Regions from separate parts of the Sus scrofa genome. Here region 1 is linked to region 2. Evidence: chromatin contacts called from public Hi-C data. All regions are on one chromosome and are shown on one strand. The core of a region is the stretch at or near the end of the contact, and the rest is flanking DNA. Distances in the headings are between cores, read along the strand shown.

Region 1 (4,410 bases), core at 1,399-3,898, 90 kb after region 2:
GATGCAGGTTCGATCCCTGGCATTGCTCAGTGGGTTAAAGATCTGGCATTGCCATAAGCTGCAGCATAGGTATGTCACAGATGCAGCTTGGATCCAGCATTGCTGTGGCTGTGATGTTGGCCTGCAGCTGCAGCTCTGATTCAAACTCTAGCCTGGGAACTTCCATGTGCCACAGGTGCAGCCCTAAAAAGAAAAAGAAAGAAAACACTGACTATATATGTAAATAATTCTTAAATAATGCTAAATTAGGAAAATAATGTGACATATTGGACTGGGTGCTTTATAGAGACCACACTGCATCAAGAGCATTACATACTCATTTAGTCAAATATCCTGCTAAATTGGAAGTAGTAACATTCCATTTTTAAAAATCAGGAAACTGAGCCCTAGAGAACTTAAGTGCCCAAGATGCTGAATTCAAACCTCCATGACTAATTCCAGAAACCTGGCTTAACCAGTGTGTTTTACCTGTAAAAATACATGCCTTGACATGATAGCTAAATGCAATGTGTCAACCTTGACTGGATCCTGAATTGTGGGGTATGGGGAGGAAGCAGCAAAAAAGACATTTGGGGAGTTCCCGTCGTGGTGCAGTGGTTAACGAATCCGACTAGGAACCATGAAGTTGCGGGTTCGATCCCTGCCCTTGCTCAGTGGGTCAAGGTTCCGGCGTTGCCGTGAGCTGTGGTGTAGGTCGCAGACGCGGCTCAGATCCTGCGTTGCTGTGGCTCTGGCGTAGGCTGGCAGCTACAGCTCCGATTCGACCCCTAGCCCGGGAACCTCCATATGCCGTAGGAGCGGCCCAAGAAATGGCAAAAAGACAAAAAAAAAAAAAAAAAAAAAGACATTTGGGGGATATTTTGGAAATTTTTTTACCATGGATTTGCAAACATGGAATTACTATTAGTTTTCTTAGGTATAATGCTAATACTGTGGGGAATTTCCTGGTGGTCTAGTGATTAGGATTCAGCACTCTTACCTCTCGGCCCTAGTTCAATCCCAGGTCTGGGAATTTAGGTTCCACATCAAGCTGCTGCATTCTGCAGCCAAATAACGATGATGATGATGATATTGTAGGAAAATGTCCTTATTTTTAGGCCTTGAAGTAGCTAGGAATAAAGTTTCATTATGTCCTCAGCCTACTTTGAAAGAGTTCAGTTAAAAAATGCACACAGAGCAAGCACCTTCGCACAGAGCGACTGTTAGTGTAATGAGTTTGTGTAATGTAACTGTTGAATCCATGTGGGGGTACATGGATGTTCACTGTACTAGTCTTTCAACATTTCCATAGGTTTTAACATTTTAGAAATAAAACATCAAGGGGAAAAACATATACAGATAAGGCTCTTAGGAAATAATTCATGGAAACTCAGGAGATTTTAAAAATTTTTAAATTTTGTGAGATTTTCAAAGAGCAAGTGGAGAATTAGACTATCTTTTTCTTTGCTGATATTTAAATGATTTTATTTCACCAATGGTGTAAACAAGATTACACCAAAAACAATGTGCAAATAAGCATTAAAAAGTATGATAGTATTTGCTACTCTAGTATCAGCATTATCTGTGGGGACTGGTTATAAACAGAAAATTTTACTTTCCTTGTTGCTTAAGAATACTAGTGAATTTTCAGAAAATGTAATCGTTTCATTTTCAGTTCCGCTTAAAAACCCATAGATGAGTTATCCATGTGGCTCAGCTGCTTGAGAACCCGACTAGTATCCATGAGGATGTGGGTTCAATCCCTGGCTTCACTCAGCTGTGGCTTGGTTCTGGCATTGCTGTGGCTGTAGTGTAGGCTGGCAGCTGCTGCTCTGATTCAACCTCTAGCCTGGGAACTTACACCTGCTGCAGCTGCGGCCCTAAAAACAAACAAGCAAGCAAGCAAGCAAACAAACAAACAAACAAACCTGGAGAATTCCTTGGTGGCCTAGAGGGTTAAGGATCCACACTATCACTGCTATGGCTTGGGTGGCAACTGCAGCTCAGGATCAGTTCCTGACCCCGCCCCCCCAACTTCTGCAGACCAGTGGGCTACGCCAAAAATAACAAAAGCAAAACAAAAAAACACCCTCCCAAACCCATGACAGCCCTAAAAATTCCTTACTGCCTCATGTACTGGTGAAATCTGTTAAATGTATCACAGAAATCAGTCTTTATTCGCTTTGGCTCCCTCTGCTGGTGGAGTTCTGATCTATAAATGCGAACCTGGGATTCTACCGCTGGTTCTATGCACAGAGGTGTGCTGCAAGCGAAAATTAAGGAACACCAAGAAAACTTAATGTTCAAAGAAATGAGTGGTGGCCGAAAGTAGTTCAAACTCTGGGACTTGGAACGCATGCTTTAGTGCCCAATTCTCCTGCCAACCACGCACTGGACAAGAGATCGCAACCAAGGCACTCTCAGGCACCCAAGACCTCTCACCTGCACCAGCCTCCCTGGGCGGGTCTTCGGCGAGAGTCACGCCCCCTTCCGCCTCTGCCAATTGAAATCGAGGTGTCTGTGTCGCTGTCTCTGCATCTGCCAATTGGAAGCGAGGGGCGTGGCCAGTCATTCCGCTCCCTCTGCCAATAGAGAGTGAGGGGGCGGGTCCTGGAACGCTTCTGGAAGTGGGCCCTTGAGCGAAGCGCTGGAGCCCGCCCTCTGCGCCTCTGCCAATCGGGAGCGAGGTGCCGGTCCAGGGGCGGGTCCCGGAAGCAGGCACCGAGAGCAGGTTTGGAGGCCAGGCGGCGGGGCTGCGGCCTCCGGCGGCGGGCAGTATGGAGGATGTGAGTGTGCAGATGCAGGTGGCCGGCGGCCAGCCTGGAGCCTCTCTTTCGGTGCTGGGCGCGCTGGGCGGAGATGGGGGTGGGCGCAACATTGACTGGAGGGGCGTCTCCTGCGCGGGGCTGCCTGGGCCTGGGACCCTGGCAGGAGGCAAGCGGGAGTCCGCGGAGTACGCCTCGCGCCAGGCCGGCTTATTTAATGGGGGGAGGCTGGACGCTTAGCCCCGTACGGGTGCATCTTGGGTCCCAGAGCTGGAGCAGCCCGCGGTGCAGGTGTGGACCCGGGCGCAGAGCCGAGTTCTGCTCCTCGAGGCCCCAGGCCTTGGCCTGGAAGGCTGTGACCTGGACCGGCTTCGGCGTCCCACGGGCAGACCTGTCGCTGTCATCGCCCGGAAACCCACATTGGAGAAAAACAATGTCGAGATGTTTTGAATCATGGCATGGTAGGAATGAAGGGATTTTTAAATTTCTAAGTAGATGGATCCAAACCGGATTACTAAAAAAGCAGTGCCCTAGTTATAAGCAAAAATCTTTGCTTGAATGTATTAAAACATTTTTAGGGGAAGCGTGTATTTGTGTCCACAATTCCCTAGGTTGCCCATTGGCACAAAATAAATTATTGCCTAAGAGAAACGAAAAGTTGGCAGTTATATTAAAGCACTAATTTGGGTTAATAAATTAATAGAAATATTACTGTGATCCTACTACTGAATGAGGTGACTCCAGCAGGACACATGAAACACAGTTCCGGCCTCACAGGCCCCACAAGGCCTTAGATTCTTATGCAAATAATGACTGAAGTTCAGTTATCTTGACTGAATAAAAACCAGTTTCTCGTAATAAGACTTAAAAATTCAGTTTCAGTTGAGAAAATGAATGCTTACTGTAATTCCTGGAAATAGATTTGAGACATATATTTAAAGAAAAGTTCTTTGTTTCTAAATTTTTTAAGGATGAAATTCATGAACTGACAATGTATGGAGAATATGAGTTTCTGAGAGGAAAAGGAGAGACTCTTAGAAAAATATGTGCAGTAAATGCCTCTTGGTTGGTGCTAGGCTGCCCTAGGATTCTTGAATCTATAGCTTTTAGTTTTAGGATGCATGCAATCCTAGAAATTTGTTTCACCAAACATTGGAGAGTAATGTTTCACCAACAGCTATATAGCTAAATCACTTTAGATCTGAGAAGGTTGTCTGCTTTTGGTATTTTATGGATATGATTTCTACCACTCAGTAAAAAGCTAAAAACTGTGCTTTATCTTAGGCCCAGACACCTCAAAGCGGCAAAAGCTTTTTAGTTAGGATTCATTGTTTATAAGCAAGCACACCCATTCTGGTTGCTTATTTTTTCATTTTTTTGGTCTTTTTCTAAGCCCGCACCCGCTGCACATGGAGGTTCCTAGGCTAGGGGTCTAATCGGAGCTGTAGCCGCTGGTGTATACCACACACAGCAACACTGGATCCTTAACCCACTGAGCTAGGCCAGGGATCTAACCCGCAACCTCATGGTTCCTAGTTGGATTTGTTAACCACTGAGCCAGATGGGAACTCCCATTATGGCTGCTTTAAGGAAGAAAGTGAGAGTTCTCTTGTGGTACAGTGGGCTGAGGAGCCTGTGTTGTCACTGCAGTGGCTTGGGTCGCTGC
Region 2 (4,030 bases), core at 1,448-3,947:
GTATGTGTAGCTGGGTCACTTTGCTGTACAGCAGAAATTGACAGAACATTATAAATCAACTATAATAAAAAATAATTTTTTTAAAAAAGAGAGAAGCACTTGAAGGAAAGCAGTAGAAAGAGCAGATGAGATCAAAGTACCTAATCTCAACATGGCCATCTGAAGGAACTAAGGATACTGGGCAACGTCACCTCTATCCCTCCAAGACAGTTTAACAGGCTGAAAGGGAGCAAGGTGGGACTTGAAAATGATGCAAAACTGGCTGTTAAAAGAGAAGCAGGAGCAGAAGTATCACACTCAGGGCCAGGAAGAGACAGGCATTCAAATATTTGCAGGACAAATGAATTAATGAACCAACATTCACACAGAGAGGATTTGATTCTGTGCTTCCAACATCATCCAAGGCACTTGAAGTCCACGTCAAACAACTTTTGTTGCCTTAAAGCTCAGGCTAAAAATCTAACCTTATGAAAAGCTGAGCCGTCCCAATAAACTTCACTGGCCTCTGTCCTGGCCCAGTTCTAGCACAGTGAGGCCTGACAAAGCTCCTTCCCCAAGAGCTCTCGTTTCTCAAATCTAGCACCCAGCATTCAGTGTGGAAGGAAAAAACAAGTTATTGAGAGTGGAGGCACACAGGCCAAGGGGTGGGAAGAATAATTATTTCTGATATACAGAATAGAAAAAATACTACAGTTCTGAAATTAGGGCTATTCCAAACAGAGCAAACGAAAACAAAACTTTCGTATTTATTATTAAATGAACAGAAACAAAAGTCTCACCAACTTGAGCCACCCATGACTGAAAGGAGTGTTTGGTTTTTGTTTTTATATTTTAAACCGATCTTTCATCCCTTATGGCATTCAGGCTTTCCATTATATCTCAGCCTCTCACTGTTCCAGCACCACTGATGAAGTCTCAATAGCAAAGAATGGCGCTGGACACCAAAATTATGATTAGTTTATCTGTCTTTGATTCAGTGTATCAACACTTGCATTTATTTCATTTTTCATCATTTCTATTTAAATCATTTTTTTGTCTCTATCTCCCTTCAGAGCCTGCTTTCCCCACCCTTTTCTTACCTGCACTCTAAGGTCCCTATTCTCTTTCCTTTAGTTCCCTGGTTCCAGAATCAAAAAGAGACTGCAGGGAACTGAGATAAAGGGGGCAGGTCTACAAAAGCTAACATACTATGTGGGATATTCTCTATATTACCTGTTGTCTATAGACAGGTAGCATTTCCTGCCTTGCCTACCTCGGAGCCTGGACAGAACACACATGATTGTGCATTCATGATGCTGATGCTAACAATCCCGCATCATGTTTCCTAGAAGTTCAGGAGCCTTCCTGAACCCACTGAAGAGCACGACCAGATCACAAAGCCCTTGAAGCCACTGCCACCAGGAAGCAACTGATCTCTTGTTCCTACCAACCCAGGAGGAATTCAAGAGAGGAATGTATTCCCTAGATCCCGCATGACTTGTTCCACTCAAGCTAAAATTTCTGTAAGGTACTTTTAAGAAACTGTAGTTCCAGAATCCTATCAGCTCTCCTAAAAGGGCTAAACACCAAAAAATTATTCAGTCCAAATCAAATATTTCTATTCTGGTTGGCATTCTGCCAAATAACCACCAAAGGCTGGAGTGGTACAACCGCCTTGGAGGGAAGCTAGCCAAATCTAAATGAAAAATGATAAAGCTCCAAAAACAAGCTGTCATGAAAAGGTACACGATTCTTCAAAATAAGATCTGCTTGCGCTTGAAAAGTCAGATTCAAAAGGCTCTTGTTCTTTCATAAAGGTTAAACTAAGACAGCAAATCAAAATTGAAGTGTTCAAAATTCCTGGGGATTTATAGTTCACTTTTAACAAAATGTTCAGAAAAATCTTGTACTGAATAATGCAGTATCTTCTATGTCTACCACATTAATTGTTCGGCTGTTATTTCTGGAAGCAATTCTGTTGCAGGTGGTCTTGACTGTACTTGGGTACCAAGGAAAAAGACACCTGTGCCTGGCAGGTCGCACACTACTCATTCGCACAGGGTGCCAGGCAAACAGAAGATGCTGTGATTTCTGGATACGATTTTCTGCAGTACCAGGTAAAAGAGGTCACATGCCCTTAACAGCCGCGGCTCGGCTCGCACAGAGTGATGTGCAACCTCCTCAGAGAGAATTTTGCTAGAAATTGGGAGAATAAGGCGAGCTGAGGGGAATTCCTCGCCGCACCGGCATCGATACTTTACAGCTTCCCTTTCCGACGGCCTCGCGCGCATACAGGGTCTACATCCCGCGTAGGCTCGGCCTCCCGGGGCTCCCGCACGCCGCGGAGGACCCTCCCCATACCCCGCGCGGCGACGCCCCGCCCGCGGGCCAGGCTGGGTTCCGCCCGCCGCCCGGCCCGCCGCCCGGCCCGGCCCGGCCCCGCCCGCTGCCCGTCCGCTCACTCACGCGGGAGGCCGCGGCGGCGTCTCCATGGCGGCTCCTCTCGGGCTTCAGCTCGCGGGCGCCCGCCGCCGCCTGCACCATTCCAGCTGCGGACGCCGGCCCCGCCCGCCCGCCGAGCCGCGTCCCATCCGCCCGGGCGCCCGCCCGCCGCCGCCGCCGCCCCACGCCCGCGCCCGCACCCGCACCCGCTGCGGCCCCACTCGGCGGCCCCAGTCGGCGGGCGCGCTCCGCCTGCCAGCGCTGCTGGGGGCGGGGCAGAGGGCGGGCACTTCCGGGTGTGACGCGCCCGCGAGGCTCCGCCCCGCCCCTTCCTGCAGCCGCCGGCCGCTTCCCCGGTGGGTCCTCCAGCCCCTACGCTGGAGGTGGAGGGGTGAGGGCGCGGTCCGACCGGAAAGCGCGGCACCCCGGCGCTCGGCGCTCACTGACTGCCCAACTCCACGGAGGCGCTTGCTCTATTCTCTCCCCACCTGCGCCCGGGACCTGGGAGGGATGGGCGTGGCCGACCTTTCCTGTATGGACGGTGAAAAGGCCAGAAGTGACTCTCCTGTCCAGGGTCTCAAGCTGGAACTGGATCCTCCCTGCTCAGGCTGCGATCCGCTCGTCGCATCTGCTGGGCAAGGTCTCGGCGCTGGGATGGGACGCAGAGCAAAACCAGGTCTCCGTGGCCACGCACCTGTCCATGTGGACGTGACAAGGGAAACTGAGCCAACGAACGGTGCCCACCGTGAGGATACCAAATAATCAGGGCGAGGAGACCGGATGCTAAATGATGGTCAAGGAAGGCCTGTCAAAACATGTCCTTTGAACAGAGATGGAAGAAAGCGAATCTTGAGTAATGCAAAGAGTGCTCAGGGCAGAGGGAAGAGCAGTTCAGAGACTCCTGGCATAGAGGGCTGGGAAGAATACAACTACAGTGTAGCTGATGGTTCTGGATGTATGCATTTTGGGGTGGGGGGTGGTTAGAAATGCGAGTTCTCCAGGCCCACTTCAGATCTACTGAATCAGAATCAAGGGGTGAGGCCCAGCAGTCTGTGCCTAACAAGCCCTCCAGAGGATGCTGATTCCCTCTAGGGTTTAGGAACCACTCTAGTAACTGAAGCATGAAGACTGGAGAGAGTGAGAGAAGATGGTGTGTGTGTTGCAGGGGGAGGGTGGGGGGTGGGTAGTGACAGATCTCATAAGCCTGTTAGACCATCAAAAAGGATTTGAATTTTACTGAGAAAAGAAACAAGAAAAACTTGTGAGCAAGTTGATCTGGTCGTTAAAGGGATGACTTTGCTGGAATTTGTTTTAAAATCCTCCGCCAAAAAAGGGAGGGTAGGTAATAAAAGAAAGAAGATGAGCAAGATGTTAGTTGTTGATGCTGAGTGATGAGTGCATGAGAGTAGTCATGTATGTGTATTTATGTTCATGTTTTAAAAGGTTCGTAATAAAAACTGAAATTTTTAAAAAGATGAGTGGTTGCTATATGAGCCATGGGTGTAGAGAAGCAAGAATGCAAGCAAAGAAGCTACCTGACTGGGATTCCCAGAGTGATGGAGAATATGGTCAGGCACTGATTTTACTGAGAAGATAAAGCAGAAGGGTA

The links. Hi-C and Micro-C count contacts between places; a contact is called where the count stands out from the background.
Region 1: a Hi-C map of alveolar macrophages shows a contact between it and region 2, with 1.8 times the contacts expected there. The contact joins the promoter of TMEM192 here to the promoter of KLHL2 in region 2. A contact is called at or near these places in 1 of 5 promoter capture datasets (liver), 8 of 47 Hi-C or Micro-C datasets (alveolar macrophages, fetal liver, heart right ventricle and 3 more) and 1 of 2 datasets of contacts at active chromatin or transcription factors (alveolar macrophages).

The regions. Positions count from the first base shown.
Region 1 is chr8:43,958,022-43,962,431 of Sscrofa11.1, forward strand. TMEM192 (transmembrane protein 192) reads left to right here and starts at 2,649. Exons shown (of 6, transcript XM_003128993.5): 1 at 2,649-2,765. The coding sequence starts at 2,757.
Region 2 is chr8:43,868,314-43,872,343 of Sscrofa11.1, forward strand. KLHL2 (kelch-like protein 2) reads right to left here and starts at 2,698. Exons shown (of 15, transcript XM_005666650.3): 1 at 2,446-2,698. The coding sequence starts at 2,471.